Linked DNA regions of Mus musculus: region 2 is linked to region 1. Evidence: chromatin contacts called from public Micro-C data. All regions are on one chromosome and are shown on one strand. The core of a region is the stretch at or near the end of the contact, and the rest is flanking DNA. Distances in the headings are between cores, read along the strand shown. Region 1 holds the start of St6galnac4 (ST6 (alpha-N-acetyl-neuraminyl-2,3-beta-galactosyl-1,3)-N-acetylgalactosaminide alpha-2,6-sialyltransferase 4). Region 2 holds the start of Stxbp1 (syntaxin binding protein 1).

Region 1 (4,480 bases), core at 1,340-3,839:
CCCGCTGGCTCCCGTAGCATTGCCTGGCTGACTCACCTTCCCGTCTGGCACGCTGCTGTAGCCACTGAAGTGCAGGGGCCCTGGCACAGTGGATCTGGGGGCCGCAGGGAGGTGGCGGTCCAGGCAGGTTGCCAGGCAGAGCGGCAGGCAGGCCCAGCAGCACAGGAAGACACAGACAGCAGAGAATGTCAAGATGCACAGTGTGAGGAGCAGAAGGCGGCCCTGAGGGAGACAGAGGTCACGTGCCTGCGGGGTACCTGCAAATAACACCCAGCCTCCCCATGGAGAACCTCTGCAGCTCCATTGGTGAGACCTACTTCAGGGATGAATCTAGAGACAAGTCCCCCAATTCCCCTCTTTCCAGGTCAGGACACTCAGTTGGGGTGAAGCTGCTCAGAGCCACACAGCAAGGGTGCAAATTTCAAATGGCAGAACCCAAACTCTTATCTAGAACCCAGATACACTATGCAGTCACCCCAGGCCACTGCTACCTCCACTACCCTATCCCCAGCTGACCCAGTGTGTCCCCTGGGCTGGCTGGGCAGTCCAGGAGGTGGAGGGGGACTTTGAGGAAAGCATCACTTAAGAAATGCGTTCAGAGGCTGGAGAGATGGATGGCTCAGTGGTTAAGGCACTGACTGCTCTTCCAGAGGTCCTGAGTTCAATTCCCAGCCACCAATCAAATTGTGGCTCACAACCATCTGTAATGGGATCCGATGCCCTCTTCTGGTATGTCTGAAGAGAGTGACAGTGTACTCACATACATAAAATAAATAAATAAATAAATCTTTTTTAAAAACACTTTCAAGGACTGGCTTGGTGGTAGTGGCACGCTTTCTGTGCTTGCAAAGGAGCCAGGTTCCAAGAGCCCAGGCAGGGCGCCACACAACCACCCACTATTTAGATAGGTAGATAAAATAGATTAGATAGCTATCTCCATCTAATCTAATAATAATCTAATAATCTAAATGTCTAATCTAATAATAAACATGGTAGCTCATTCCTTGCCCGAGGCAGTACTGTTACAAGTGTGAGGCCAACCTGGGCTACACAGTGAGTTCCAGGCTAGCCTGGACTACAGACCAAGACCCTGTTTCAAAAACTGAAACAAATAAACAGAAAATGCTTCCAACAGTTGGGATGCTTCCGCTCAGCCTCTCCCACTTCTAGAAGAAATACACCGAAAGCCACTTGAAGAAGCCCTCTGGGTCGGTCACCTGGGGGTGACCTCCTGCACACCCACTGAAAGCACCCAGCAAGGTGTCTACCACTGTGTGCTGGGCCATCCATCTCAGTACCTGTGACTCTCAGAACTCCAGTTTTCTAGGCCCAAAGTCATTCCAGAAGAAACACTAGGAGCTAGCCAGTGTACCCAGAAAGGCAGAGGTGTAGAACAGCCCCCAGCACATCCTGCCAGGGGCCCACCCTTCCTTGTCTGTCCATAAGCCACATCAGTTTCTAAAAATAAGTCTTCTCTGTGTGGCCAGCTGTCCAGGAGACCGGGTTCACAGCTCCTAAGGCCTCCGGCTCTACACAACAACTGGTCTGCTGCCCACAAGGGACCAGAGACCTTGACTTGGGCAGTGGTAATTAACCTCCCCACTCCAGCACTCAGGGGGCTCACTGGTAAAGACAGAAAGACCAGAGCGTCACACTCAGTCTCACACCTCCCTCCCAACTAAGTGACACCGGGTTACTTCCATTTCTAGGTGAGAAAAACAAACTGAAACCAAAAGGGGAAGACACCGGCCTGGGGTCACACAGCCCCAGGAGCAGGGGGCTGGCGCAGAAGCAACTACTAAGGGCTGTGGGAGGGACTCCATGCTAGAGCATGTGCTTAGCATGTGCCTGGCTCTGAGTTTCATCCCCCGACACCAAAAGGGGTTAGGGGATCACTGTAACTCCGGGTGTGGGAGGCGGCTGTAAAGCTCTACCCAGGTCACCCCCAAATCCCCAGGCAACTTTTTCTCTTCCCTGTCACTTACCGGGGCCTTCATGCTGTCTCTGCTCTTAGCAGTCTGGAGGCTGCTGTCTCCAGTGCTTGGGATGAGAAAGGCTGGAAGCTGGTCCCAGGATATGAGAGAAACTGAGGCAAGGGAAGAGACAAATCCAGATCAAGAAAAACGGGCCCAGGAACCAAAAGCCTTTAAGTCTCCAAGCATGTGACAACGTGTCCCATTCTAAAGGCCGTGAGTTCAGAGACCTTGCCAAACCAATTCCCATTGTGCAGATGGGGAAGGAGAGGCAAAGAGGAGACGCTCTCGGCTCAAGGTCATCCATTCGGTCGGAGGCAGGCAAAGAAAGCCAGGAGCCAGGAGAACATCGTTCCCATCCATCCCAACTCTCTACCGCGGGGTGATGGAGAGGCCTGGGGCGGGCAGGATGTGAGGTTTTCACCCGGCTAGCTTCCACCGTCCCCTCCCCAAGCTGGGCGCTAACCGAACGAGCGGATTGGAGTGCGCTGGGGGCTCAGGATGCGCTGCTCGGAGCTCCATGTCCAGTGCGCCGGGCCAGAGGGGCTGGAACCGGGCCCCGGGTAGGAGGCGGTGCTGCGGCCGCAGCTTCTGAAGCCTGAAGCTAGAGCAGCGCAGCCGGGGGCGTGGGAGGGGCCTCTGGGAGGGGCGGAGGCTTTGCGCTCAGGGGGCGGGGCCTGCGCAGCGCCGGCTAGCGGCGCGTGGATGTCTCAGAGACCTCCGGGCTGGGGGCGAGGTCTCGACGTCGAGGGCGGGGCCTGTCTAGTTTGTCTTCCCACTCTAGTCCTTGTGTGATTGGAAGGAAGACAGTAAGAGAGCCACCCGTGTGATGGCTACTGGCCGTGGAGAATTGAGGTTCTCCATTTCTGAAATTACCCGGGAAGTAACAGGGGATAGGAAATGAAGCAAAGGCTTCAAACTAAGCAGCCCTGAGTTTCAGGATAGTTGTTGGGTTGTCAGCTCAAATGATGTGAACTTGACTATGAATATCAGATAGGCAATGAAGAAACGTGTTTTTGAGACAGGACCCCACATTTTTCAGGCAGGCTTCAAACTCACCGAGATCCAGCTATCTCTGCTAGAGAATTGGGAGCTGGGATTAGTGGCTCAGGTTGTTTTGTTGTTGGTGGTTTGATTTGGTTTTAGGCTTTCAAGACAGGGTTTCTCTGTGTAGCCCTGGCTTGCCTGGAACTTGCTCTGTAGGCCTTGGACTCACAGAGATCAGCCTGCCTCTGCCTCCCAAGTACTGGAATTCAAGGTGTATGCCACCACTGCCCAGCAGGCTGTTTTTAAAACAGCCACTTTGTATTGGTTATGTCAATGCAGCCCATGCCTGAGGCAGGTCCCTCCCCCACACCCCACCTTTCTTTTCTGTTAAGTGGGAAAAATATCCCTGTCCCAGTGAGAAAGGGCAGAGACAGACAGCTCAGGGCACCACCAGAAAATCGTACTTCTGCTTGGTTCCTGTGGCCGTCCCCCTGCCTGTGATCCTCTGAGGATTCAGATGGAATCCCTCCCTTTCGGCTACTTTCTGACCTATCACATCAAGCGCATTCCTGCCTCAGGACCTTCCACTGGCTGCATTCTCTAGTCACTTTCCTAGTGGGACTCCTTATCTCTCAGCTCAAAGACCCTTGCCAACATGAACAGCACACTACAAGTTATTATTTCAGACAGGATCTTTCTATGTAGCTTTGTGTTTCTGTGACAGACACTATGACCGAATACAACGTGAGGGAAAGGTTTTATTTCAGTCTACAACTCCCACATCACAGTCCATCACTGAGGTAAGTCAGGGCTGGAGCCTAGGGACAGGAACTGGAGCAGAGGGCATGGAGGAGGGGGCCATGGAGCAGTGCTGCTAACTAGCCTCACATTCAACTACCTTTCTTATAACCATCTAGACCACCTGCCTGGGGTGGCACTGCCCACAGTAGGCATCCCTTTCCCACATCATTAATCAAAAAGAAAAGAAAACAGCGCCAAAGACACACAACAGGTCAATGATAGGCAGCTCTTCAACTCTTCATCCCTCTACCCACATGGCCCTAGTGTGTGAATCACACAGTCCAGGCTAGCCCGGGATCCTTCTGTCTGAACCTCACAAATGATGGGGTTACAGGCATTAGCCACACCCTTCCCAGAAGGGCACTGTGGAATTATTCTGAGTCACTTCCCTGGTTCTCATGCCCATGTGCCCATTAGACTCATCTCTGTCTGGTGACATTCTCAAGTCGCCTTCACCACCCACGTGAAACCCGACAGGAACAAAATGAGATGAGCGAGCCAGGACTGCTGGGTCTCTGAGGTCTCAGGTGACTTCCCTCATAGCCTCAGGCCCTGCCAGGGTTCCTGGTTGCAGGGAGAGTTGTCACCTTTGTGGGGGACCTCAGGGCTCTGAGTTCAGGGTCAGTCCCGTGGGAGCCAGACCTCAGAAGATGTGGCAGCAGATCCCAGGTCCTACTTTGTCTCCCTGCTACCTTCCTATGTCCCTGGCTAGATACCTC
Region 2 (4,480 bases), core at 747-3,246, 260 kb before region 1:
AGCCTATTTGTTTCAGGTTTTTGAGACAGGAGATTACCATGTAGCCCAGGCTGGCAGAAGTTCACAGAAAGTCTCTTGCCTTACCCTCTCAAACACTGGGATGTTTGCCACCGTGTCTAGCAGTCCTTTATGATTAAAAAAATTTTTATTATATGTATACGTAAGTATGATGTATGTACACACTCTGTGGCACTCATGTGGAAGTCAGACAATTTTAGGGAGTTGGTTCCAGAGAACTGCTGTAAAAGTTTTATTATATTTACCTAATGTCTGATACCAAGCGCCACTGTGCGTGTGTGGAGGTCAGAGAACGTGTGGGAGTCTGCTTGCTCCATGCACTAACTGGATTCCAGGGGGTCAAACTTAGGATATAAGGCCAGACGACAAGTGCCTTTACCCACTGAGCCCTCTCAATAGCTCTGCCTTTGGGAGTTTGTTGTTGTCGTTTTGTTTTGTTTTGTTTTGTTTTTTTAAACTGGGTATATGTAGCTCTGGCTTGCCTGAAACTCACTATGTAGACCAGGCTGGCCAAGAACTCACAGAGTTTGTCCTGCCTCTACCTCCCAAGTGCTGGGATTAAAGGTCTGTGCTGCTATGCCCTCCTTTGTGGTTCTTTCTTGTTTGTTTGTAAAGATAGCGATTTTCTGTGTAGCCCTGGCTGTCCCTCAACTTGTTCTATAGACCAGGCTTTTCTGAAACTTGCTCTGTAGACCAGACTGGTCTCAAACTCAGGGACCCCCTAGCTTTCTGTCTCCTGAGTGCTAGGACTAAAGGTATGTGTTACCACACCTGGCTCCTTTGTGATTTTTCCTTTTAAAAATGTTTTTAAAAAAGATTTATTCATGCATGTATTTTATGTATGTGGGTATTCTGTTGGCATGTATGCACATCAGAAGAGGGCATTTGGTCCTACTAGATACAGTCACAGACAATTGTGAGCTGTCATGTGAATGCTAAGACTTTAACTGAGGACCTCTGGAAGAACAGCCAGTGCTCTTAACCACTGAGCCATCTCTCCAGCCCCATCCTTTGTGATTTTTAAGTTAGTTGGACTTGTTCATTTTTTCTTTGCACTTTATTTTATTTTCCACCATCAGGGATCAAAGTGGAGACCTTGCATATAACAAGCAAGTGCTCCACCTCTGAGGTACGTCTCCTACTCTTGTTCTGTATTTCCAAAGCAACCTTCTTCATTAGCAAAGATGGAACCTCGAAAACCAGTATGTGACCATGTAGACAGGAGGAAGGAGATGCTGAGTCCAGAGTTGATTCTGTAGTATTTCCTAATTAGATTTGGACTTTGGAAACTACTGGATTTGTTCCATGTCTTGTGCACGAGTGCAGCTCCAGTATACAGAATATCCATAGTAATTCATATACATAGCTTATACATAGTTATGGGAGAATAATATTCATTAGTGACTGATAGATAAATGGTACAACAGCAAGCGCCTCGGGTGTGTTTTTGTACCTGAAAATGAAGATTAGAAATGATGTTCGGTTATTGCGCGAATTTAGTAAAATGATACCTGAAAGGTGTGTAACACAGAGCTTAGCTCTCCATCAATGGTAAACAGACCACAGAGACACAGGGATAGTGTCAGTGTACTGTAAGCCTATGTTGTGGCTGGGAATGGGACTACAGTTAATAAGAATCTGCTCTCAGAGTTCGGTTTTTTGGCAGGAGAAAATGGAAGGCTCCCAAAAAAGCAGGAAGAGCATCACAGCCTGGCTTTAGGGAGATTCCCATGACCTGGGCAGCCCGTGCAGGGCTGGCGAGGGGATTTTAGGACCCTGAGGCCCTGGCGCGAGCGTGAGGCGCAGGGGAGGGCGCTCCCGGAGCCTGCATCCCGGAGGGCGGGGTCTCGCGCCCGGGCCGCGCTTCTATTGGCGGCAGCGCGCGGGTGACGATGACGGCTGGCGCGAGGCCCCGCCCCGCAGCCCCGCCCCTCCCGCGCGCGCTGGCCGCTACACAGCCTCGCTTTGGCCCGAGTCGCGCCCCCGCGCGGAGTCCGCGCGTCAGTCGGTCCCGAGCGCGACTGCGGGGCGGCGGGCTGCAGACAGCGGGGCGCGCGGCCCGGGGGAGGCGACGGTGTCGCGGGAGGAGCATCGGAGCCCGAAGACTCGAAGAACGCCATGGCCCCCATTGGCCTCAAGGCGGTGGTCGGAGAGAGTAAGTGGCGTCCGGGTGCTGCCCCGGGGCCGGCGAAACCCGTTATTCAGGCGCCGCCCTCCCGGGAGGGATGCCCCTCTGGCTTCCTGCGGCCAGCAGGCTTCCCTGACTCACGCTTCACCCAGATCCCCTCTTCACCTCGGTCCTCCTCACCCCAGACGCCTCCTCAGTCTCTATTCCTCCACCTCTCTTCATCCCATCCCTCCTCCTCATACCTCGCCTTCATAAACATCTCGTTTTCCTTTTTACCTTCATCCATTCACTTCCATCACGCCATCTCTCCCTTCATCCCATCCCTCTCCTCTCTCTCTCTCTCCCTGTTCACCTCCCCCACCCGCGCCTTTATCCCCTCCAGCCCACCACCCTCCTCTGCAGCATCACCCTTCTGCACCCCAACTCTTCTCCAGACGTATTCCTTTCCTACCGTCTCCTTTCCTTGCCTTCTGCATATCCAGAGCTCTCAATTCCGCTCCCCCCCCCCTTTCTTTCTGTCTCCAATCCCTCCCTCTTTCCCACCCTCCCTCGTGAATCGTGACGAACGAAGCCTGGCCTGCGTCCTCCTCCCTCCCTGCCTCCCTCTCCCGGGAGCAGGGCGCTGTCCCCGGCTGCAGAGACCCACCTGGGAGCGGCTGGGCGCGCGCCGCCAGGGCCACTCCTGCCAGCTGGGCAGGGGACACGGGGTTTTCCTGTGGCACTGCTTCCGCAAGGCTCTCTCCGCCTCCCCTTCCCCGGGCTGGACTTAAAGGGAGGGGTCTTAGCTGGTCCGAACCCTTAGAAATCCCAAGGGAAAGGGGAGCAGTTTCGGAGTGTCGCGGGAGGAGTGGCCCCAGCCAGCGCCGCAGTCTGCAGTCTCGCTGCTTGTGGGACTCAGACCTGGGCGTCGCTGCGGGGAAGATGTGACTGTTTATAGGTTTGCATGAAAGGCACAGCAGACATGTTTAAATTTATTTATTTATTTTTTTTTAATAATGGATGGGGAGCGTCGAAGTGAGGGCGGGCTGTCGGTATTCTCAAAGATGGGTGACCTAGGTAGAAAAATAGTGCCTCTTAAGTATTTTGGCACGTCTTTACAATGAAACCGCGTGAACACTGCTGTGACTTTGGCTATCTTTTTAGAGTGAGAGAGAAAATGAAAGTGCCTTTTCCCTGTAGGAGAGGTGGAAATTTACAGTTTCCCTTTTCAGTGATCCTGTTCTATGGCAGCTTCCTCCCCGCCCCCCACCCCCCATCAAATGCAGCATAACTGTTGAGCGTACTAACTGCCTAACCCTTATCTTTTGACTGGTATGAGTAGGGGGGGGGGATACTCTTCCCTGATATAGTACATCAGGAGAAATTATTATAAAAACAAAACCAAAAGTCGACCTTTTTAAATGCTTATGCTAGCACCCGTGCTGTAAAGGCTACTTGAATTGTTTTCTGAGGAGAATTGGTGGTTAAGGCTGCAAGTATCCCTAGGGATTTTCTGTCGTCAACATCTTCATTTTCACCTATGGGAAAACAATTGAGGCTTGGAGCAGTTAAATGACTTGCTGAAATCACTGTTAATTAATTTTTTTTAATCTAGTGTCCGTTTCCTTGTAGTTTAAGTAAAAATAACATCCTTGCATTCTACATACATAAAGTTTTCTTTATACCCCCCTTTTCAAGGGCTAGAGGTATGGGATCGAATGTTGTATTCCAGGTATTATATTTTGAATACTACATTTGAATGATAAAATACTTATTAAAGAATCTCCCCCAAGACAGTCTCTACAGTCCAAGCTGCTGGCCCAGAAGGCACTATGTAACTTAGACTGGCATTAAATTTATCTTAATCCTCCTGCCTCAGCGTCACAAATGCTGAAGATTATAGCTGTGAGCCACCAACTTCAGCTTATTTTTTGTTAATGCGAGACAAGGTCTCACTTTACAGCCCTGGCTAGCCTGGTACTTGCTACCCAGTGCAGGCTGGCTTTGAACTCATGGTAATCCTCCTGTCTCAGGCTACCAAAATGTTGGGGTTCCAGGCTTGCACCACCATACCCAGGTGGTGAGGTGCTTGCATCCTTTTGCCAAGACCCTTAGGTGTCACCATAACCTCTCGCCTTGCCTCTTTTAGAAGTAAGCATCAGAAAAAGTTATATATATATATATATCAGTATGCAATATGGCCAAAATTTCCTTTGAAACAAAGTGAAACTGTGGTGTGCAAAAATAAGCACAATTAAAAAAAATGATGAATGTGTGAACAGGCTTCTATTCCTGTGACAATTGAGTTAGGCGTGTGCTTTAGGAAAATGTATCGCTGAATACGATTTTAATGCT

Evidence for each region. A called contact is a pair of places that touch in the nucleus more often than the background predicts.
Region 2: a contact with region 1 is called in a Micro-C map of embryonic stem cells, with 2.8 times the contacts expected there. The contact joins the promoter of Stxbp1 here to the promoter of St6galnac4 in region 1. A contact is called at or near these places in 13 of 39 promoter capture datasets (the 3T3-L1 cell line, 3T3-L1-derived adipocytes, the C10 cell line and 8 more), 2 of 15 datasets of contacts at CTCF or cohesin (embryonic stem cells and large pre-B cells), 42 of 484 Hi-C or Micro-C datasets (B cells, the Ba/F3 cell line, the C2C12 cell line and 18 more), 7 of 115 datasets of contacts at active chromatin or transcription factors (embryonic basal ganglia, embryonic stem cells, large pre-B cells and 3 more) and 4 of 9 other capture datasets (adipose tissue, embryonic stem cells, liver and 1 more).

The regions. Positions count from the first base shown.
Region 1 is chr2:32,585,187-32,589,666 of GRCm38.p6, reverse strand. It overlaps St6galnac4 (ST6 (alpha-N-acetyl-neuraminyl-2,3-beta-galactosyl-1,3)-N-acetylgalactosaminide alpha-2,6-sialyltransferase 4), which reads right to left and starts at 2,589. Exons shown (of 6, transcript NM_001276425.1): 1 at 2,440-2,589; 2 at 1,986-2,086; 3 at 37-222. The coding sequence starts at 1,997.
Region 2 is chr2:32,844,748-32,849,227 of GRCm38.p6, reverse strand. Stxbp1 (syntaxin binding protein 1) reads left to right here and starts at 1,996. Exons shown (of 19, transcript NM_009295.2): 1 at 1,996-2,173. The coding sequence starts at 2,137. Gm13524 (predicted gene 13524) reads right to left here and starts at 3,292. Exons shown (of 2, transcript NR_166175.1): 1 at 2,793-3,292; 2 at 1-1,471.